Linked DNA regions of Rattus norvegicus: region 2 is linked to region 1. A link is a contact called in public Hi-C data. All regions are on one chromosome and are shown on one strand. Each heading gives the region's core, a stretch centred on a gene start, on an enhancer-like site or on the middle of the called end of the contact. The rest is flanking DNA. Distances are from core to core; before and after follow the strand shown.

Region 1 (3,825 bases), core at 631-3,130:
CAGAACTCTGCTAATAAGCTAGATTACTGGGAATATACACATTGTTTTTGCCAAAGGAATGTGTCTGGGTTTTTTGTGTCCCACACCCTTGAATAGCACTGAAGCCACCTTTCATAACTATTAGCTCTTTTCCATCACATTACACTGTACACTATAGCTCATTATTCTTTTCCTATTGCCAGCACGACAGGAAGTGTTGGTACATGTTATTTACGGCAACCAACTACTTTGGGTGAAAAGGAAAATGCATCCTGTGGATGTACCTGTGGAATAAGTACAATGGATGTAGGTGCCCCTGACGTCTGTGTGGAACTAGGGACCTTTGTGAACTAGTATTCCCTTGCACAAGCTACCTCTATTAACAGTAAACCAAAACCTTTTAAAAACCAGGTATGATGATGTATGCCTTTAATCCCAATACTGGGGAGGCAGATCTCTGTGAATTCAAGGCCAGCCTGGTCCACATACCAAACTCCAGGCTAGCCAAGGATGCCTAGTGAGACCTTGTCTCAAAAACAAACAATTATGATGATGATGATAAAAATAAAACCTCAAAGATAAATGCTACACAGCAGCAGATGCATACCGGTTTCTTTTTTCTTTTTTTTTTTTCCGGAGCTGGGGACCGAACCCAGGGCCTTGAGCTTACTAGGCAAGCGCTCTACCGCTGAGCTAAATCCCCAACCTCGCTTACCGGTTTCTTGCTACCAAGCCTGACCACCTGAGTTTGACTCCTGTGACTCCCATAGAAGGAGAGAACCAACTCCCTCAAACTGTTCTCTGACTTCCAATCAGCAGCACGGTGCCCACCAAAACCCGCCACCACTGCCACCACCACCACCAAAGAACTGCTTGTGTGTCATCTACATAGAAATGACACTTTTTGAAAAAAGAGGCTAAGCTGTAACCCTTACTGTTCCTTTTAAGACTCCAAGGACAACTACATTTTTAATATGAGAAAGGGGACAGAAAGTGACAAAAAACCAAAACAAAAAAAAAAAACCACAAAAAACCCAACAACTTTAAATTGGATGGTCTGAAGACCTTTCCTGTTTTCCAATCTGGTAACTTACTTAACCACTGTGCAGTTCAGTCTTATAATATAGCCCTTTTCAGCCTGGGACTTACTATTAGACTAGGCCAGCTTCTTCCTCCTGATCTGCCTCCTAATGCTGGGATTAGAGGCAAGTGCTATCCATGCTAGGTTTATATCCATGCTGGGTTTATATCTATGCTGGGTTTATAGGTTGTTTTTGAGACAGGATGTCTCTATGTAGCCCTGGCTGTCCTGGAATTCACTCTTTAGAACAGGATGGTATGCAGCTCAAGTTCTGTTTGCTTCTGCCTTCTAAGTACTGGTACATAAGGCATGAGCTTTTCAGCCTATTACTTCTAAGTTTTTAAAATCACATGTGTACTGTGTGTAGGTGTGCAGCTGGCCACGGAAGCCAGAAGAGGTTGACAGATGCCCTGGTGCTAGAGTTGCTGGAAGTTGTGAGCCATTTAATATGAATGCTGGAGCCTGAACTCAGGCCTGAACTCTGGGGCAAGTAGTCTTTTTTTCTTTTTTCTTTTTTTTAAATTTATTTATTTATTTTATGTATGTGAGTTAACTGTAGCTGTCTTCAGACACACCAGAAGAGGCATATCGGATTACAGATGGTTGTGAGCCACCATGTGGTTGCTGGGAATTGAACTCAGGACCTCTGGAAGAGCAGTCAGTGCTCTTAACCGCTGAGCCATCTCTCCAGCCCCTGGAGTAAGTAGTCTTAACCTCTAACTTTTCTGATCTGCTTTTCACAGGATTCTTGGTGGGAGGAAATGAATCATCAGAACAAAGTATTCTGAAACTTTAAAGACAATACCACACCAGTCTCTTCCACTGACAAACGTGAGGGATGGTTCTTAAAATGTGCAATCTGGTCAGAGGCTGGGGGTATGGGTGCAGCTCGGAGGCAGAGCATTTGTGAGCAAGCACACTTAACCTCTTAAACCTCTTAAAAGTGAATCACTCATCGGAATGAAAACAAGTATTTCCTTTGGCTTCTTGAGGTGTAATTGTCACACCTTACACTGTACACATTCATCATCACATTCAAAAGTGATCTTATGACTCCCCCGACCCCCCGGTCCAATGTCACTCAGTTCGGAAGAACTGTTAGCTTAGGTAGGGCCCCAGCTAGTCCCCAGAGGACTAGTGCTAACTGCCTATCTCATCTTTGGTTTGTACCAAAGGCTTCTACAGCCTGAAAACTCTGCTGCTACACGCAGGTAACTAAGTTCCTCTATTCTGTTACCAAACACTTCTAAACTTTACACACAGATCACTGCTCGTTTGGAAGTCAAAGAAGAAACAAAAGGTAAAAACCCATTTCAGTGTAGCATAGGCCTGAAGGAGCACACAGGGACTTACCACTGCCTCTCTCCCTGGAGCAGACAGACTTGACGTTGTACGATGGCTGCCGTGGATCCAAGAAGGAGACATGCGCTTGAGAGCCCACCGCATACACTGACCACTCACTACCATAGGCCAGACACACATTTTCTCTACAATATGGCAATTTGGTGGAAAGGAGCTGAATAAAGAAGATACATTCATAACAGCATAAAATGGGCATTGTTCTGTGTTCCTCCATCTGCGGGCTACCTTTACACACAAACTACCTAAGTCAGGGACAAGGCAAAGCCTAGTGAACTAGTTCACTTCTGAGTTAGGGAAAAGCAGAATTAAATAAGCAGAATGCCAGGAAAAGCCAAGGACTACAGTTTATTTCTAGGAATGAGCCCAGAATACTATGGCCTAGTTTCACTCACTTCTTTCTGTAAGATTAGTTGCTACTCTCTTTGCTGCTCTTCAGATGAGGGGCTCATTTCTGAATACCCTCAGCCAGTTTACCAAAGGAATAAGAACAGCATGCCAGAGAGAGCAAACCCATGTGACAGACTCCATCCCAGGTACCTGAGTCAGCCTTCACCTTTGACCCTCGTGGACTAAAAAAAAAATCTAGTTTCTGTCTGCTGTACAGAACTATGCAGGACGATTGGAGCATAAAGCTGCCATGACACAAGAGAGCTGTCAATTCCCTGAGCCTTGTTTCCTCTTTAGAAAAAGCTCATTACATTATAAGTGGCACGGGCAAGACATGAAGAAATGACCCATATATTCACTTTACTCTATAAAAAGGTTGCCAGCAAATATTATAAATAAATCTGCCTTTTTTACAATCATCTTTTGTCTGGTCAAAGAGAAAGCAAGTAAAGAGATCATAATATTTGAAAAAAAAAAAATCTGCCTTCTCAATTGTGACACTGCCGTCTCACTGAAAGACTCTCCTGAAATTCCTGGCACTGGGAGGGAGGCCAAGGGGGGATGCCAAGCTTGAGAGAAGCCAGGGCTACCTTACCTAGTGAGCTGGTCTTTTAAGAAATAAAAACTAAATAAAAAATATTGGGGGTGAAAGGAAGGGGGCACAAGAGAAATGCTCAGTGGTTAAAAGCACCAACTGCTCTTCCAGAGGTCCTGAGTTCAAATCCCAGCAACCACATGGTGGCTCACAACCATCTATAATGGGATCCAATGGCTTCTTCTGGTGTCTGAAGGCAGCTACAGTGTACTTATATATAATAAATAAATCTTTAAAAAAGTCAAATAGCTCAGTATTTGAAAATCAAATAATTCAGTATAAGTCTTGGGGCTGCAGACAGTTCAGTGGTAGAGCACTTGTCAAAACATGTGAGGCCTTCGGTTCCATCCCCAGTACTGGGGCGGTGCTCTCTCTAATATCACTATTGCTTTGTGCTTAGAGATGGTAATTACTACATTAG
Region 2 (3,825 bases), core at 813-3,312, 78 kb after region 1:
TTACCCATCAAGCCATACCTCTAGCCCTAACCTAACATTTTAAGTCAGTCAGTTAGCCAGCCAGTCTGTCTGTCTGTCTGCCTCTGTCTCTGTCTCCATCTGTTCCCCACACCCCGTGTGGTGTGTGTGTGTGTGTGTGTGTGTGTGTGTGTGTGTGTGTGTGTGTGTGTAGAGTCCATAGGTCAACATCAGATATCCTCCTTTGTTGCTTACTACCTAATTTTCTTTACACAGGGTCTCTCACTAAGACTGAGAGTAATGGATTTGCCTAGAGTTGCTGGCCAGTGAGAACTCAGGATCCTCCTGTCCCTGCTCCCCCAGCACTGTTATTTTTAGTGTGTACCACTATGTCTGGCTTTCCTAGAGATTTAAAACAAGTTCTCACGCCTGCACAGAAAGTGCTTTACTCACTGAGCCACCTTCCTAGTCCTTAAATTTTTCTAAAAATAACTTCTTAATATTTTTGCTAAGTTGTTGACCTGATGAATGAAGAGATCATGGATGCTGAGGGCTTTGCCTCTGAGTTTGTGTGCGTTGCAAATACTCTTAATTCTTAGAGAATTTCATGAAATGTAGGTTTACCATATTCATCCTCTACTCTTTTCTAGAACTCCCAGATCCATCTTCACCCCAAACTCTCAACTTTATGTCTTTAGAATAGCTGAGTCCAGTTTGTGCTGCTCATACACTCGTGGCTGTGGAGTACACTTGGTCTGCTAAGACGTCACTCTTACAGTTGATTCCTCCTCCAGAAGACAGCAGCTGCCCATAGCTCTGCTAGGCTGGGCTCACTAGCCCCTCTCCCTCCACACTAGAACGTTGACTGGCTTTTGCATGTTTCTAAAAGCAGTTAAGCTTTGTTCTGAGCCAGGCATGGTCCCAAATATCAGAACAGAGGCAAGAGAATTTCAGGTTAGAGACCAGTCTGTATGTGACAAAGATCCTGTTTCAAAAATGACAAAAAATTACCCTCTTAGCTGTTTTAGTATACAATATAATATTGTTAGTGCTATGCTGTATATATAGTATATGTAAAGAATTTATCTTAAAGATTATATATCAAAACTTTATCCACTTTAACTGTCATCTACTATGATACCTCCCTTCTTAGGGCACGCTAGCTAAATTCTAGAGAGGTTCTTTACCCTGAAGTTCTATTAAAAGATTTAAATACTTTTCCTGCTGATGATAAAACAGGCATTTTGTTGCTGTTTGTGAGCTGTAATTGGTTTATAATTTAATGTGGGAAAGGTAGCTATTACTGTAATTGTGATTTAGTTTATGTCATTCTTTGTTGGCCCGCCAAGATGCTGCTACTACTTTTGGGTGGTGATGGGGTACCTGATATATTTCTGTAACTTTGTTGAGAATCTGAAAATTTTGCATTTATCTTGTATGAATGCTCTTTTAAAAAACACTTTTATAATTGGGCATGTAAGTACATGCATATAACCCCAGAACTAGTAAAATGTATACAGGAGAGTAGTGAATTTATGGGTGTCTTGGGTTGCACAGCTGTTTTAGTGCTGTACCCAATCCCCCCAACCCCTCCCAAAAAAGGAAAAAAAATAGCAGGGTGTGGTGGTACATGCCTATAATTTCAGTACAGCAGAAAGGCAAATGGATTAGGAATTCAAGGCTAACCTGAGCTAATAGAACTGAGACCAGCCTGGGCTACATGAGATCCTGTCTAAAAACAAAAGTGGGGGGGGGGATGTTGGGTGGATGAAGAGGTCAGAGAGACGGCTCAGCAGTGAATGTGAGCACAGCAGCTGCTCTTAACAGAGGACCGACACAGCAACAGCCCACAACCTATTACAACTCACTTCCAGGGGATCGGATGCCCTCTTGTGGCCTCTGGTTACCAGGCAGACATGCGGTGCACTTAAACACTCACACATATCAAATAAATTCTGTTGTTGTTTTTGTTGTTGCTGTTGTTTGTTTTGTTTTTGAGATAGGATCTCACTACATAGCCTTGGCTGTCCTGGAACTCAACTCTGTTGGCCAGGCTGGCCTTAAGCTTGGCTCGTGGTTTTTGGCAGTACTGACTGGATTCCCGTGGTCTTGTCTGACTATGCTTTTCTTTCAGTGCAGCACTGCTTAGCTGTTTCCGTGTGGGGGACGGATGGGGTTGAGGCTGTAGCTCCATGGTTGAATGCTTCTCCTATCGGAGATATGGCCATGGTTTGATCTCCAGTACTGGGGGTGCAGTGGAAATCCACTTATTCTAGAGTGTAGTATTGTTTTTATTCTTTGTGTTAAAAAAAGGCGATCATTTCCCTGATCATTTAACCCCCAAAAAGAAAGAGAAGTTCATAGAGAACTTCAAGCCATGGATTCCTGTTGTGAGGAGCTCTCAGTGTATGAGTTCATTTAACTGTCTGAGACAGGGCAGACAGTGGTGTGGTTTTGAGGACACAAGTGACACACGCTGTAATCCCAGCCTTTTGAGGACGAGCTTGGATTGTGAACTCAATCCGGCAAGGGCTGGTACCAAGACTTTATCTTCCAAACAAACAGAACAACCCAAACAGAACTGATTTTGAGATTCCATCCTCAAATGAGACAGGATTATATTGACTGGGCTCCAAGAAGCATATGTTTTCTTGAATCAGTGGCATAGTATGTTAGAAGATAACAGATAGACTGTGCAGCCAAGTCAGAGTGAGTAGTGAGGTAAGTAATCATTTCTGCATGGTGCTGAGGTTGACCCTGGCCCAGTTGTAGGAGTGAAGGAGGGGCTCATGGTGCAAAGGAAGAGGAACATTTCAGATTAAGAAACAGCTGGGGTGGAACATTTTGAAGCAGATTTGAGCTTAACACCATTGCAGATGGAGGTCGCTGTGAGTTAGGGCAGTAGGTCAAAGGGAGGTGTTTGGAGATGTGGGGGGCTTTTGTAGCCTGCTGTGAGTACTTTGGGTATATATAATCCCCCCCCACTTCTTTCTTTCTTTCTTTTTTTTTTTTTTCTTCTTCTTTTTTTTTTTTTTTTTTTTTTTTTGAGATAGGGTTTCTCTCTATAACCCTGGCTGTCCTGGAACTCACCAGGCTGGGGCTGGCCTGGAATTTAGAGACTCTGCCTCCTCCTCCTGAGTGCTGGCATTAAAAGCGTATGCCACTACTGCCTGGTGTGTACTTTGTATTTTGTGTTGAGTAAAATTGAAAACAAACCCTAATGGGAAGTAGACTGAGTAGGAGTCTATAGCGGTTTCGGGTCAGAAGTAGGTGTAAGCTGTTGGAGAGGCACTCAAGTCTTGGGTGGTATAAATGAACGTGTGTCTACTAGCCTAATGATAGCAAAGTAAATTATTATTTGCTGATGTTTTCTGCTTTATTACTTTTTTTTTATTATAGGGACTTTCAGTTATCTTGATGATGTCCCATTTAAGATAGGAGACAAATTCAAAACACCAGCGAAAGTGGGTCTGCCTATTGGCTTCTCCTTGCCTGACTGCTTACAGGTTGTCAGAGAAATGCAGGTAAGTGGGGAATTTTGGTTACTATCAAGTGTATTAAAGACTTGATCTTAATTTATCTTGTGCTCCTGTTAATGCCTGCTTTACAGTGATACCTAGAGTTCCATTTACATGTTTTACACATGCATGGGTTTTGTTTAACATGCTTAATTACACTGTTTTCTGGGTTTCTGTGCCTGGTACTAAACAAACACAATTATCCATGTTGCTTGCTTTCCTCTTGCCTTTGTCGATGTCCTCATTGTCTGCTCAGTCAGCAGAGCAAGGCAGTGTTTGCTGTTGGCTGTGCCACACTTCATCTGGCCCATCTGAGTCTCCACTGCACAGCAGCCTCTGTAGTTGGCTT

What was found. Hi-C and Micro-C count contacts between places; a contact is called where the count stands out from the background.
Region 2: a contact with region 1 is called in a Hi-C map of the Rat2 cell line, with 4 times the contacts expected there. The contact joins two enhancer-like sites. A contact is called at or near these places in 4 of 12 Hi-C or Micro-C datasets (the A7r5 cell line, the Rat2 cell line, mammary epithelial cells and 1 more).

Annotation. Positions count from the first base shown.
Region 1 is chr5:61,259,206-61,263,030 of GRCr8, forward strand. It overlaps Dcaf12 (DDB1 and CUL4 associated factor 12), which reads right to left. Exons shown (of 9, transcript NM_001427703.1): 7 at 2,414-2,576. Among named protein-coding and RNA genes, the nearest start is that of Rps13l1, 8.1 kb to the left of the region's middle. Within about 2 kb of position 1,881, at least 4 of the 93 cell types and tissues checked have an H3K27ac peak or open chromatin away from gene starts, as enhancers often do.
Region 2 is chr5:61,336,954-61,340,778 of GRCr8, forward strand. Ubap1 (ubiquitin-associated protein 1) reads left to right here. Exons shown (of 7, transcript NM_001012190.1): 3 at 3,358-3,482. Among named protein-coding and RNA genes, the nearest start is that of Ubap1, 22 kb to the left of the region's middle. Within about 2 kb of position 2,063, at least 24 of the 93 cell types and tissues checked have an H3K27ac peak or open chromatin away from gene starts, as enhancers often do.